Regions from separate parts of the Anas platyrhynchos genome. Here region 2 is linked to region 1. Evidence: chromatin contacts called from public Hi-C data. All regions are on one chromosome and are shown on one strand. The core of a region is the stretch at or near the end of the contact, and the rest is flanking DNA. Distances in the headings are between cores, read along the strand shown.

Evidence for each region. Hi-C and Micro-C count contacts between places; a contact is called where the count stands out from the background.
Region 2: a contact with region 1 is called in a Hi-C map of skeletal muscle, with 3 times the contacts expected there. The contact joins two enhancer-like sites. A contact is called at or near these places in 2 of 8 Hi-C or Micro-C datasets (skeletal muscle and subcutaneous adipose tissue).

What each region holds. Positions count from the first base shown.
Region 1 is chr15:6,856,130-6,862,764 of IASCAAS_PekinDuck_T2T, forward strand. IFT140 (intraflagellar transport 140) reads left to right here. Exons shown (of 29, transcript XM_038186737.2): 13 at 25-142; 14 at 590-717; 15 at 3,590-3,737; 16 at 3,965-4,096; 17 at 6,358-6,551. Among named protein-coding and RNA genes, the nearest start is that of IFT140, 22 kb to the left of the region's middle. Within about 2 kb of position 2,187, at least 1 of the 8 cell types and tissues checked has an H3K27ac peak or open chromatin away from gene starts, as enhancers often do.
Region 2 is chr15:7,018,775-7,025,422 of IASCAAS_PekinDuck_T2T, forward strand. It overlaps TBC1D24 (TBC1 domain family member 24), which reads right to left. Exons shown (of 9, transcript XM_027468969.3): 9 at 3,931-6,648. Among named protein-coding and RNA genes, the nearest start is that of ATP6V0C, 8.9 kb to the left of the region's middle. Within about 2 kb of position 4,052, at least 3 of the 8 cell types and tissues checked have an H3K27ac peak or open chromatin away from gene starts, as enhancers often do.

The sequences.
Region 1 (6,635 bases), core at 937-3,436:
ACTTAAACTTATTCCTTTCCACAGAGAGGCAAAAGTGCACTGCAATAGCAAGAACTTCTCTGAGCTGTTTCCTGGCCTTGGAAGCATTGCATCTGTCAAGTGCAATGCTAACGGCAACAAAGTCAGCATCCTCGTTAGCAAGGTGAGGTGAAACTCTTCACATACCACCCTAGGGCCTGACCATCAGATCAGTTAATAGACTGGTACAGTTCAAGATGATTACTGACGACACTTTAACTTCACAGAAACAAACCTGTATTTTCTATAAACGATATTGTTGGTCTTGAAAGGTTGCATGTAACAAACACTAAAATTAAGCTCTGTTAAGGTTTTGTATATTTGGTGAGGCGAACAGCCCAGTTTTTTAGTAGCTCAGTTGAAAAACTGTTTTATAGCATTTCAAAGAAATCAAAGGCAAACTCGCTAGAATAGAGAAACAGCAAGAAATGTTATGATACTTCTTTTGACTGTTCTTTTGAGATTGCAAGTACTTGAAACTGTTAAGAGCATGAATTGAATTAGATGAGCATACCGTCTGAACTTTTTGCTTTTTACCTGTGTCCTTCAGCAACTTTTTTCCCATTCTCAGGCAAATGGGAGCATTGATTCCAAGATCTGTTTCTATGATGTTGAAGTGGACAAAGTTACAGTCTTTAATTTCAAGGATGAACAGGGGAATGGTAGAGAGAAGCTTTCTTCTGGACAACGTATTGACAGGTAAGAAGCTTTTATTTTGAAAAATATTACCCGAGGCTTTAAGATAGGAATCTGTCATATGAAAATGAGCAACATCTTGCTATTGGTATTCCTCTGTCTGTGTAGGAATTTATACCAATTATTTTTTTTTTCTAAAGATTCAACTAAAACTGATATATTGTGTACTAACCAATACTGCATCTCTTTCTCTTCCAATATGTGAACTAGGGAGTGTTAAATGAAAGTATGGAAAGCAAGCTTAAAATAATCAGGAGGTGGTGGCGGTTCTTCAGAAACTATGCTAAGGAACTTCTTTACCAAAGGAAATTATAAATGCTGAAGAAAGGGTTCATGGAGGTATTCAGCAAAGAATAATGCAGTGAGATAACTGTGTGGAAGCCGTATCTGGCTCAAGAGGTCTCTGGGGAATATGTGTGGAGGTATATGACTGGAATCAGGGTCCTGGTCTTAGAATAATTTTGTTAAATATTGGAGACTTTCTCTTCCATGACAAGCTTATGGGATAGGAACTGTAAAAAAAAAAGACATTCTGGAGTTCCTCCTGAGGTAAAAAGAAAAATAATAAAATATAAAAATGTATATATTTAAATTTCAAGACAGAATGTTTTATATGGATAAAAACTTCCATGAAACATCTTTTTAGAACCCACAGTTTTCATTTTATATAAGCTGCTCTGCGGTGAATACAAGTATTAGGTTTACGTGGCAAGTTTTTGGTAGCAGGGGAAGTTGTGGAAGAGCGACCATGAAGGAGTGACGGATGGTGAAGTGTTCTTGTCTGACTGCAGCCCCTGTTGCCTCTTTACCTGTTCCACTCATGGGGAGAAGGTGGAAGAGGCTGTATGCGGGAGAAGTGTTTTTAGTTTGCTTTTAGCTCTCACTGCTCTAGTCTATTATCAGTAGACAATAAATTATATTAATCTCCCTTACGCTGGGTCTGTTTTGCCCATGACAGTAATTGTTGAGCAATCTCCCTGTCTTTATCTCAACCCATGAACTTTTTTCATCCTATTCTTTTCCTCCTCCTTTTGAGGAGGAGGAGTGAGAGTGGTTTGGTGGGGTTGAGCTACCTACCTGTGTGAAACCACCACAATGTATTAGTAATCCTAGTAGCAAGGCAGAAAAATGCAGTGAACTAGGATTTCTCGTGGAAGTACAGTGGGATATTAGTATGAATTTATCTGGTTTTACAAAAATTTTCCCTACTGTATTTTTCTTAAGAAATAACAACCTTAGAAGAGGAGGTGATTTCATTTTTTCAACAGCTGTGTAGATATTACAGGGGGAAAAAATATAAAGTTGTTATTTTCAGCATTGCAAAACAGAAAAATACCCAGCTCCTTAGTAACTATGGACAGTGCAAATTTGGGGTCTTACATCTTGGTCAAGCAAACAATGTAATAAGAGTAATGAGAAAGTTGTTTTCGAGTGTAGTATCCTGTGTAGCCCAACAGAGGCCACTACAAACTAGTATTACTATTTGAGTGATGCTTAAAGGCTAGGGTAAGTGTCAGCATGAGTCTGTTTATCTGTGCTTCATTTTAGAGAATCTTGAAATTAAAATGAGTAAACTCATCAAAGAATAATCAGGTAAACGTCTTTCCCTTCTCTGTCCTCCTGAGGCAGAATCTAAACACTCCCAAATCATACTGTTTTTCAATTCGAGAGCAATTTATTTTGATTTAAATGTCATGGGAAGGACACTACATATGTATACTTCCTAATGATTCTTAATTTGCCTTCCATCTCTACTCCATCCCCTTCAAACACACCCCAAATTCCACCCTTCAGAGTTGACAGCAAAGAAAAAAAAGTCTTTAAGATTTGACACCTGTTTATAAACGTTTTTCAGACTAATCCTAAGCTATTGCTAAAATAGTCAGATTCTGTATGTCTACATTCTTCACATGGCCTGCCCTAAGTAATATTTAAATGCCTGAAGGAGGCAGTAAGATATTTCTTGAACTGCAGAGGGCAGCTTTCATAAAGTTGCTGGCGTTGTCCTTGTGCTTATTCCGCTATTTTGTAATGTCTCTGAATTCTTTTAAGAACACAATATTAATTTCAAGTGCAGTGCTGAGAAAAGGGAATGAACAGTGGCATATCTAAAGACTGAGGTCCTCAGCTGCAGGTCATGTTCAATTGCAACTTCAGTTTCCCTCAGCATTGGGAAGTTGAGCGTTGAAAACATAGATCACTGTATCTAGCTCTCTTTGAACTCCCAGTTCAGAGAGATCTGTTGCCTGAGAATATAAACTATTTTTCCCCCCCATCATTTTCATCAGTTTGCTAGTTGTAATCTCTTAGACCACCACCGCCACTACTACTTAGCTGTATTTGAATATGAAGCACATGGACTAGAAACTTTACTGCTTAACCAAATGCGTAGCAGTGTACTCAAGCTGTCTTTAACTGGCTGGGTATCAACAACCACCTTGGGGCAGATCGTAAAAACCTGCAAGAAAATAGAGCTGAGGTAGTCTCAATGCTACAGTAGTTGGTAGTAGCAGTAGTTAAAGTTTAAGTAGTTAAAGTGTGTTCAAATGCTGCTGTAGGACATGTGATCTCAGTGAAAGCATATTTTGAGTGCCTGTTTGCATTTGTGACAGTATCAGCTTTTTTCCTGAAATGATTTATGTCCTATAGTCATAGTAGACTTATGCTGAATAAACTGAACATGGCATTAGTGTATACAGACTCCTTGGAAGTTGGGAAGATGCATATAGTTAATGTTGCAACACAGAGCTAGCAGTCAAGATAACTGATAATCATTTGAAGGTTATCCCTTGGTTAGTCCTCATCTGAAGCTTATACACTGAATGGACTGGAATTATTCTGTCTCCATTTCTGTATTTCTTGTTGGTTTTGGTAGGTCTGTTGTGGAGTATCCAGACTTGCAGAGTCACATCCCTGTTCGCCATTTCTGGGACAACAGTGAACCAAGACTTTTTGTATGTGAAGCAATTCTTGAACCAGGCCTACAATCCCCAAACCAGAACAAAAACCAGACTGAGAGCACGGTAGGGTCTTTTTGATTATTTTCCTCACTGTACATGTTATTCTTCCTATCTGAGTAGTAAATGATTGGTAATTTGTTAACCTGTAGAAGTAGTTGTATATGTTACCATGTGTGTGAATGTGTGACGTTACTTTCAAGAGAAGGTTCTACCAAATGAATATGGAAAAGAAAATCAAAATGAAAGAAAGATAGTGCACCAGAAAAACAATTCTTTACTTCCTTTTCCAGATGGATGTCTGGATTATGTCATTCTTCAGTAGTGAAGAACATGGCCTTTTGCTTCAAGACAGCTTCCCATTGCCTTCATTGTACCAAGTTCTTCTGGGTATTGAGGTGCCACATTATTACTTTGCAAAAAAGGTGAGGAAATCTTTCACAATTCTTTCCCTTCCCATAACTTCAAACTTGTCATTGCTTAGGGTTCAAGTGTAACCAAACTGAGTCTGGGTTAAATAAATCCAATGGCAGTTGCTGCATAAAATGTAGCAGTGACATGAAGTTAATTCTAATGTGGATGTATTTGACAGCATTGTGGAAGTTACAGTGGATTGGCTCTTCCTGAGTATTGCAAATTGGGTGTGATGTACAGGTGCAGGAATAGTTACCAGGGAGTGCAACTAAAGACCTGTTTTTGAAGAGGAAAAAAAAAAAGAAAAAAAAAAAATCTCTATGTAGTCACCATTCCTTTTATAGTTGAGGCATGTGTCAGACTTATGTATGCCGTAAGAGGGGACACTTCCTACTAGCTTCAGCAGAAGCAGCCTGCTTCCTTTTGAAACTGAGCTTAATCCCCACAGAACACCAGAGGGAGAACTCATCTTGCCCTGTCACTGAATGCCTACTTGCTACAAATACTAGGAGTGCATGCTCTAACTTCTTAGAAACTTGACTATGAATTCAAAATTGATTGTATCTTAAATAATACTATCTGTACTAGAGAAAATAAAGCCTATTACCTGCAGATTGGTTTTCTGCTTACGGTCTGACATGGGTTTCTTAGTGCCTGTTAAGATGAAGATTTGTACTGCAGCCTACCTGTAGGTGGGGGAGACCTAACAATCTGTTTATTGTACTGAGGCATTTGTTTTTGTGAAATCTTTAGGAACTTAATGAGACTTCTAGTCCTCTGAATAACAGAACAATGTAATCATGTAAATCTAATTTTATATCATTTAGGAGAAGTGTTAAACAAGGAGAATTTATCTACATTTTTTAAACATTTAAATGTATTTAAATTCAGAGCAGCACTTTACAGTTTAGCCCCTTCCAAAGAACAGGCAGTTGTACTTTTTCTGTCCAGATATAGCTTTTAGAGCTGCCATCTTTTACCTTCCATTTTCCATCAATTTAAAAGGTCAAAGATCTGCTGCATTTTCTAATCTTTTAACGCTTTCCCCATCATGTCTCATGCTGTTTTACTTTGATACTGCATCTCTTTGTTTTCCTCTCTGTGGATTATTGCTGCCATTAGTTATTTTTTCGGAGGGGATTTGCATATAAACCTGTAAGTATCTGTAACTGCATTATTCTGCTCCTCTTCATTCTTTGCTTTTCTCATTTCCATTTTCTTCCTTCAGTAGGATTACTGTATCTTAGTGTCTAAATTAATTGTCACATAGTAATTCATTTTGGAAACATGTCTCAGGATATGAGTAGTTTGCTATAAATATAACAAATCCAGTTGATACAACAAATCTATCTTGACTGAGTTTCATTCAAGGGTTTCCATTTATTATTATGTCTTCTCTGTCCTGGTTCCAGTAATTCCCCAGACTGTAGTCAAACCTATATGAGCTTTTGGTTTGTCTCTTACTGAATCTATTACTTTCAAAAAATAGTATTTTCATATTAGCTTCTGTAACTCTCATACTTAGTTTTCTCATCTGTCTAACTATAAGGTTGGTATAGAGTATATGTGAAATTTGGTGTCCTTTGTGACTGATATTATAATCTTCCACTCTCTGGTTTGTGAAAGCTTCTTTGTTATATTCAAGATAGATTATTCGATATTGATGATTGACTTAACCATTATTCAGACAAAGAATAAAACTCAAATTGCTTTGGGCTGGCTTTCAATGACTTGAAAGTATTATTGAAGCTTTAGAGGCTCCTGAACTGCCTGTTGTCTGGAGAACGCTTTGAATCTGAGGTTTAGTATTTGTAAGCTTTACATGATGGCAAGAATAAAAGAACTGGGTCTGTATTGTTAACTTTCAGAACAGCACACTCATTTTTGAGAAAAAAGCTAACCCCAAAGAATTTTGTCTGAAATCTTCAGAAATCTGGCAACTTAAAAATAGTATTTTCTATTATAGTATTAGTTGTTATAATCATGGCTGTTTCTTCTGTGCTATTTTACAAAGCTCTAAACTATTTACCACTGAAGTATTGTGACTTTTTGTTATGACTCACGATATACTGATCTATTCTGTGACATGCCATATTCTGGGACATTTTTTAGGAAGTTCTGGAACATAATGATTATAGCTGTGACTGACCATGGTTCTGTAGGGACAGAAAACTTAGATTGTAGTGGAAATCATGTAATTAATATTATTCAGATATATAAAGGATTAAAATTTCTCATACTTGATACCTAAATGATAATGTGCTTGTTTTAGCCAGGAGAAACTGAGAAAGGACAAGAGTCAGGCTCAATAAAGGTCTTGCAGATGGCTGCCAGAAGACCCATGAGAGATTTTATTGGATTAGGAGACTGTGATAAGACTACTCAGGATGCCATGCTGAACTTCAGCTTCTATCTGACTGCTGGAGACATGGATGAGGCCTTCAAATCCATCAAGCTGATAAAAAGGTACCGTATGCATTTGTATGCATTTATTTATGAGTACAGCTTATTTTCATTACATTTGTATGAAATTCTGATCCTCTTGATTTA
Region 2 (6,648 bases), core at 2,802-5,301, 160 kb after region 1:
TCCCCCAGCAAGGCAGTGCCAGTCGTGGCCAGCTTGCTCTGCCGAGCGGTGGAGCCCACACTGGTGCTGCTTGGTCTGGGACAAGCACAGGTCAAAAGTTCTGACTTCTGTTTGTGGCACAGAGAGGGACTTCTGCAGCCGGGGGGATGAGGCAGGGCTGCTGGCACACTGGGTTTGTACTCTGCCACAGAGTTTTTCCAAGCTGGCTGCTCACACCATGCAGCTGTGGGAGCATGGAAGGGCTGGAAGACCAGGCAGAAAGTCAGTCAATGGCAGATGGAGGGCACAGCCACTGCCTTTGGGAGGAAAACTCAACCATAAAAAAGGAGGTGAATCACCAAGCAAACAGAACTGGAGCCCAGTCAGCAGCAGGGAGCATGCAACAGGTTGTGACAGCGTGGACAGTCCCGAAGCCTTATCTACATTTGCACAACAGCAACAAAACAGAGGCCGAATTCTCTCCAACATTGCCCAGCTGAAGTCCACGTTCAGTGTCACTGATCAGCCCATTACACGGTCTGAAAACAGAGTCGGAAGCAGCCTGAGGCAGCCACCACGGCCAAGTGGCCAGATCACAACCACCCTCCCCGCTGCTCACGCAGAGGAAATGCAACCAAAAGCAGCGCTTGGGGAGGGCAGCAGCAAGGCAGGGATGGAAATACCCAGCAGGGTGCTTTAAAAAGCATCAAAGCTTTTATTTGTGTTCACTCTTTGCTCTTGTGCCATCAGCTGGCTGCAAAATATCTCCCGAGGAAGCAGATACCTGTGCCATGATTACAGTTGTGCATCCAAAACCCAAAGAAGGGCAGCGCTAGCAGGCATCGCACTCTTCTCACAGGGCAGCACCACTGCAAGACAGAGGACAGCCTTTGCCTGCCAGGAGGCACGGCTCCTCCAGCTTCGGGATGCAAACTTCCCTTCCCATGAGTTACCACCCACAACTTCCACCTCATCAAGCCCTCCAGGTACGACAAGTAGCTCCCACCATCCGATGCATCAAGCATTCAGCTCCCCTTCCAGGTGCAAGGCCGCACAGGTTAAAGCAGCTGCAAAGCTTAAACCACGAGCCCACATTGCTCAGCTTCAAGTTCCCTCAGTTACACTTTCCTTCTACTGAGCACTTCTGGTGTTAAGCTTAAGGTCTATAATGGAGTTGTAAAAGTTGTGAATTGTGGTATTTAATGCTAAGCTCACTTTTGGAAATCATGGTTATCCAGAGAATGCCTGCCTCACACCCATTTGCCCTGCTCCTGCATATTTAAAAAAAAAAAAAAAAAAAAAGACTGGTAATCTCCATTTACTAAATTCTGTGACTTCGGGCCTGTAAATTTAGTCGTGTGTAAGGCAGGGAGAAGGAAGCAGCGTTTCCTACATGGTGAGTCGCAGGGGAACCTCTAGTGGCCACAGACTTTCTTTGCAACAAAGCACGGAGAGCTGGAGTGAGCAACCCAAATTGTTTCTGCAAGCTCAGCAATCCCTCCTTGCCACATTGCATCCCCCCAGAGCACAGCTTTCCTCTTTGAAACACCCACATACAGTAGCAGAGGAGGCCCCCATGTTCTCTCTCTCTCTCTTTTTTTTTTTTTAAATAAAAAAACTCCTACCTGACAAGTGATTTCACTTAAAACCCATCTTTTAGGGGAATTTCACTTGAAGCTCAAACAGCTTTTTTCCCCTGCAGGGAGTCTGCAGAGACACTTTGCTCATAAAATACCTTGATATCCTCCAACTCTACCAATAAGTCGCTGGAGTTCCCCCAAGCCGTAACGATTAAGGCACTGCTGAAGACCTGGCATAGAGCAACAGGAAAATTTGTTCCAATCAGCACTGCTAACTAGCAGCACTTCTTCAACCACGTCAAAAAGCAACTGCTCTGTTATCAGGGATACCAGGAGGGAAGAGATCCAGGTTCAAACCAAGCCATCAAGAGAAAAATACCGGTTTTAAACAATCAATTCCCTGATCCAGCTGCCTGCTGGCTGCTAAGTCAGCTCTGTGCTGTCAGCAGGAAGGTGCAGCCTCTGGAGAGAGCACGGCTGACCTGGATGCTGCGGGATGGTAGCTGAGGCAATGACACTGTTCACATGCAAAGGATGGAGCAGTGCTGCTGGTGGAGTGAGAAACAGATGCTGAGGGGTTAACTGTAGAACTACAGCAGATCCAGAGAAGTCACCCAACGCTGATTTTGCAGATTTAGCCAACACAGATGTATATTGTGAAACCATAAGGACAGGACTGAGGTAGGGAATATCAACAGGACGACCCTAAAAGACAAGGGAAGACTTCATGTACACAGGTGATAGAACCAGCAAAAACTGGCTTGGATTGCTGCAGTCTGTAAATGAGAGGAAAGAAGTCAGAAATGAGAGGAAAAGTCAAAAATGAGAGGAAAGAAGTCAGAAGTTTAGCAGCGAGGCCGTCTGGCCTTCATCAAAAGACCACCAGAGTACCTGGGATGACAACCCGAGGACTCTACCTATGTTACTGGTTCTTCTGGCACCTAACGAATATGCAAGAGACTCAGGGGGAAGCAAAATGAATATGTATATATGAAATGAATACATATATATCCCATCAGTATAAGCACCCTGGTAGTAAACCTTGGTGTGCAAGCCAGGAGGAGCAATCCCCCTTGCGCCCAGCACTGCAATAAACATACCTGCTTTATAACTCTCCTCGAGTTTCTGTGAGTTACTGGTTGGCCTGAGTCAACTGCTGGGGAACAGAATACTCCTCTAAACTTCATTTTAAACATGAGCTGGGCTGGGACACAACACTCTTCAGCCTCAGCCAAGGGAAGGCTGCTCATTCCACAATTTGCCAACCTGTTTTTCCCCAGTCAGTCTGGCACCTGATCCTGCTGGAAGCATTGTGAAAGCTCCAAAGCCAGTCACAAACTGCATGTTCACTGCGCCAGGCTTCATCATTGTGAAGAGTTCACACGAGAGAACACACGCTCAGAGGTTTATTTCTCAGTTTTACCATATCGCTTGCTCTGAGGTCTACAAGCAAAAATCCACAGACAGCTTTGCTGAAGAACAGAGCCAGTAGCTTCCACAAACACCTTTTAATACAATGCAGGATTCTTCACAGTAACAAAACCAGCATCAACGCAGGGCAGCAATTCCAGCACTTGGGTCAGAAAGCAGTTCAGCAGCACACCCGCTCACCTGAAGCAAAAACATCACACAAGTAACACACATTCATCTCAGCTATGAGGAGCTCCATACAGCACTCGGGACAATGACAGGGAAGGTTTCCCCTTTCCTCTCCCCTTAACGCAATTCATCAGAAAAGTGCATCAAAATGTAGGAACCGCAGCTTCAAGGTCTCATGAGGAAGGCTGCCCAGTCTGCCTAGCAGCTGGAAACAGTTCCTGTGGCCTGGCAACAGCTTCAATGCCACTTACAAACAAATGCAAGTTTCTAATGTCAGGGGTTTCTTGTCTTCTCTGCCTTCAGCAGAATACTACAAAGCAAAAACAGCTTCTAGGGAAAGCAAACTGCTCTTGCAGAACTGTGGAAGCTGATGCTCAGCCTGCAGCTCTCCAGCTTCACCCTGAACAGTTTATCCAGTGCCACGGGTGCTTGGCTGCCAACAGGACTGCAAACACGAGGGAGGGCACTCCAACAGTCAGTTGGAACGTGACCAAAACACTCTGCAGCTGGGGGACCTTCAGATAGCTTTAACCTTGTGATAAGGTGCCCACTGGTCCCATTTTCTTCAAGAGCAGTTTATTTGCAGTCCAACTCCAGAGTTTTGCATGTAACATACAAACTGTTGGCTTAATTACCTGGCTTTGATACACACTTGGTCAGCAACAACCATTAACTATACAGAAAAAGCAAACCTCTTTGCTACTGGTAAGTCGAGTCCCAGGGCTATTCCTCTGAGATGTATCGCAAAGAATGAAAACCACACACGAGGATCTGCACTTGAAAAGAAACATTCATTTTTACTGGACCAAAGGAATGTGTGAAGATGACACAGCTTTGTATAATTCCTCTTGCTAGATTATTGCAGCCTCTTGTTTATTTAGGTTATTCAAATTCAGAACAATGCAGCAGTGTTCCGGGATGTCTGTAAGAGGAGATGGCTACAAGGACTAAAGAAGCACACGTTGCAGCAATGGTTTAAGATTGATAAGAGTATCACCAGGCAGCAGGAGGAGGATCACTTGGTACCGAATTAGCTGTTCTCATTTGATACAAGGGAGTCCTAGAACTGACTGACTTTTGACAAGGACTCGAGACTCAGATGTCTGAATCTCACTGACTTTTAGCATCAGTCCCTGAATTCTCACACTAATATGCTATGACAAATTTCTGACCCACTACGAGTAATTTCTGATTTCAAACACCCAAACATCAGTGCGCTAAGAACAGGGCAGGGAAAGGAACAGTGCTTCACTTAAGACATGGTACAGCACTCGGGTTTTACTGACATGGTTGCATCCAGCAAGAACAGAGGGAGAAAAGTCACATCACCACCACCAGCTGCAGGAGAGATTTTGCACATAAAAGCTACTCATTTGGGGTGTAATACTGAAGTCACACAAATCCTGCCAAAACACAGCTCCAGGGAATTTCCAAAAACTTGACAAGTTGAAAATTAATGCTATTATTTTCATGCAAGGGCACTTCACAGGCGGGCTGAAAAGGGAGTTGATATGGACAAAGCTAAGAAATCCCACCTACACTCAAGAAATCCTACCAAACGTGGTACATTTTCCAAGTGTTTTATTTTGTCAGAGGAAGTTTGTGGGATATTACTGAGTGCAACATGATACTGCCAGCTTTGAAAAAGAAGTAATAAGGCAGCATCAGTCAATGCTTATGTTTGTAAGAAGCCAGAAGTTCAAGCCCCTTCCCATCAATACCTCTAAGTATTACTGATTACATCAACCCTTCCAGTTCAACCAAGCTTACAGTAAACCCAGAAAAGAGCAAGCAGCACGTGAATGAATGGCTGGGCACAACTCACTGAGTGCTAAGTGGGAAAGAGGACCCATGCTTACTCTCAAGCAGTATGAAATAATCTAATAGCAGATATACTCAGTGCAAGAGATGTTGTAAATTTGTATATGCAATATAGTATTTCAAGGGGTTATTTTGAAAAAATTCAAAATGGCACCATAAGAAGAAATTCACATTTTTGCTAATTTTGTTCATTGACTTCACAAGTGGCAACAATCTACCAAGACACATATTTCATTGCTGACATGATAAGCAAGCCAACATCATCACCCTGACTGACCTGTGGCCTCTGAGTATTAACATGATTCTGATGAGCCCAGCTGAGATTTTACCACTACAACTTTTAAGTTTTTCCCTTTAATGAACTTCAAGATTAAGTAGTAAGAACATTTTCCCCACTCCAATAGATTGAACAGCTGAAAAAGAAACTCACTTCTCTTTTCCCTTCATTTCACCCACAGTAGTAAATCACCTTACTAGTGAATCTCTCGTGGAAGTTTTGAGAACACCCTGTGGCACGCTCTGGACTATCCACTGGTATTTATGTACTTGTGCTTCATGTGGGAGAGGCTCTGCAGTACATACAGGCAGTGTTAGATAAAGACAGTCAGCAGCTGCCTCCAGATATCACAGAGTGTGAGGTGTGCTTGCAGAACAGAACTGCACACTTGAATTCTCAGGAATAAGCAAAAACTTCTTTGCATCAACCACCCTTGACCCAAGCACAGATGGCAGAAGAACATTACCTTGTTCAGAATCTCATCACAGGGAAGACTCATGATATGGCAAAACAGTGGCACCTAGAGTTCGCCTGGGAAACTCGTTCACTCCCAGAACAGTGTTACATAGAAGATTCCCCTCCCACATTCCTCCATTTAACATCAGGAGAGTGCAGTAACCTTCTGCACGCCAATGTTTAATTCCCCAAACATTTAGTGATATCAGCACAATTATTCTCAGATTTAAAGCTTCATTTCAGCTTTCACAAAAGACAAAGAAATGGAAGTATCTAAGCACTGCACATAATCTCAGGCTTTCAGCTGCCTTAAACACAAGTCAGACTGAAATTATTATACTGATATGGAATAGAAGTGTAAACAAGAATCCAGCCTCTGAGATATGATTGTCCTGTCTGGGTGCCTTCTTCAGAGGCAGCCTCCTCAAACAGATGCAGCTGGAATGTATCAAGGGCTCAGGTACAAGGAGGAAGGTAACTAGTAATCACAGTTCTTTTGAGAATTAAGGACTTTCATAACTTTCTCATGAAATGGTACTGATAATAGCTCATGATTTGTCTGCACAATGTCTGTTTACAGCAGGGCAATGATTTTATGAACTTTTGTCACACCTTTATGAACTTTTTTTTGTATACCTTTTGTCAAATCTGAGGTCTCCAATATTCCTGTGAAAGGACATTTGATATTACTGGCTCAAGCCAGACACTTTTCCCAGTGGCACACAGCTCTACAGTACACCTCAGGCAGCTCAGTGTCTCTGAGGAATTGCATTGAACAGCAAAATTGTCCTGCGATATTGACTTGTATACATTTAGGACGGTTTGAAATCATTCCATTTTCACTTTTACCTAATATCAACGCCTGAATCCAGCCAGATCTGGTATCGAGAGGTAATGAGCTAAGGAGTTAATCAGGAACATCACTTCACTTTAACC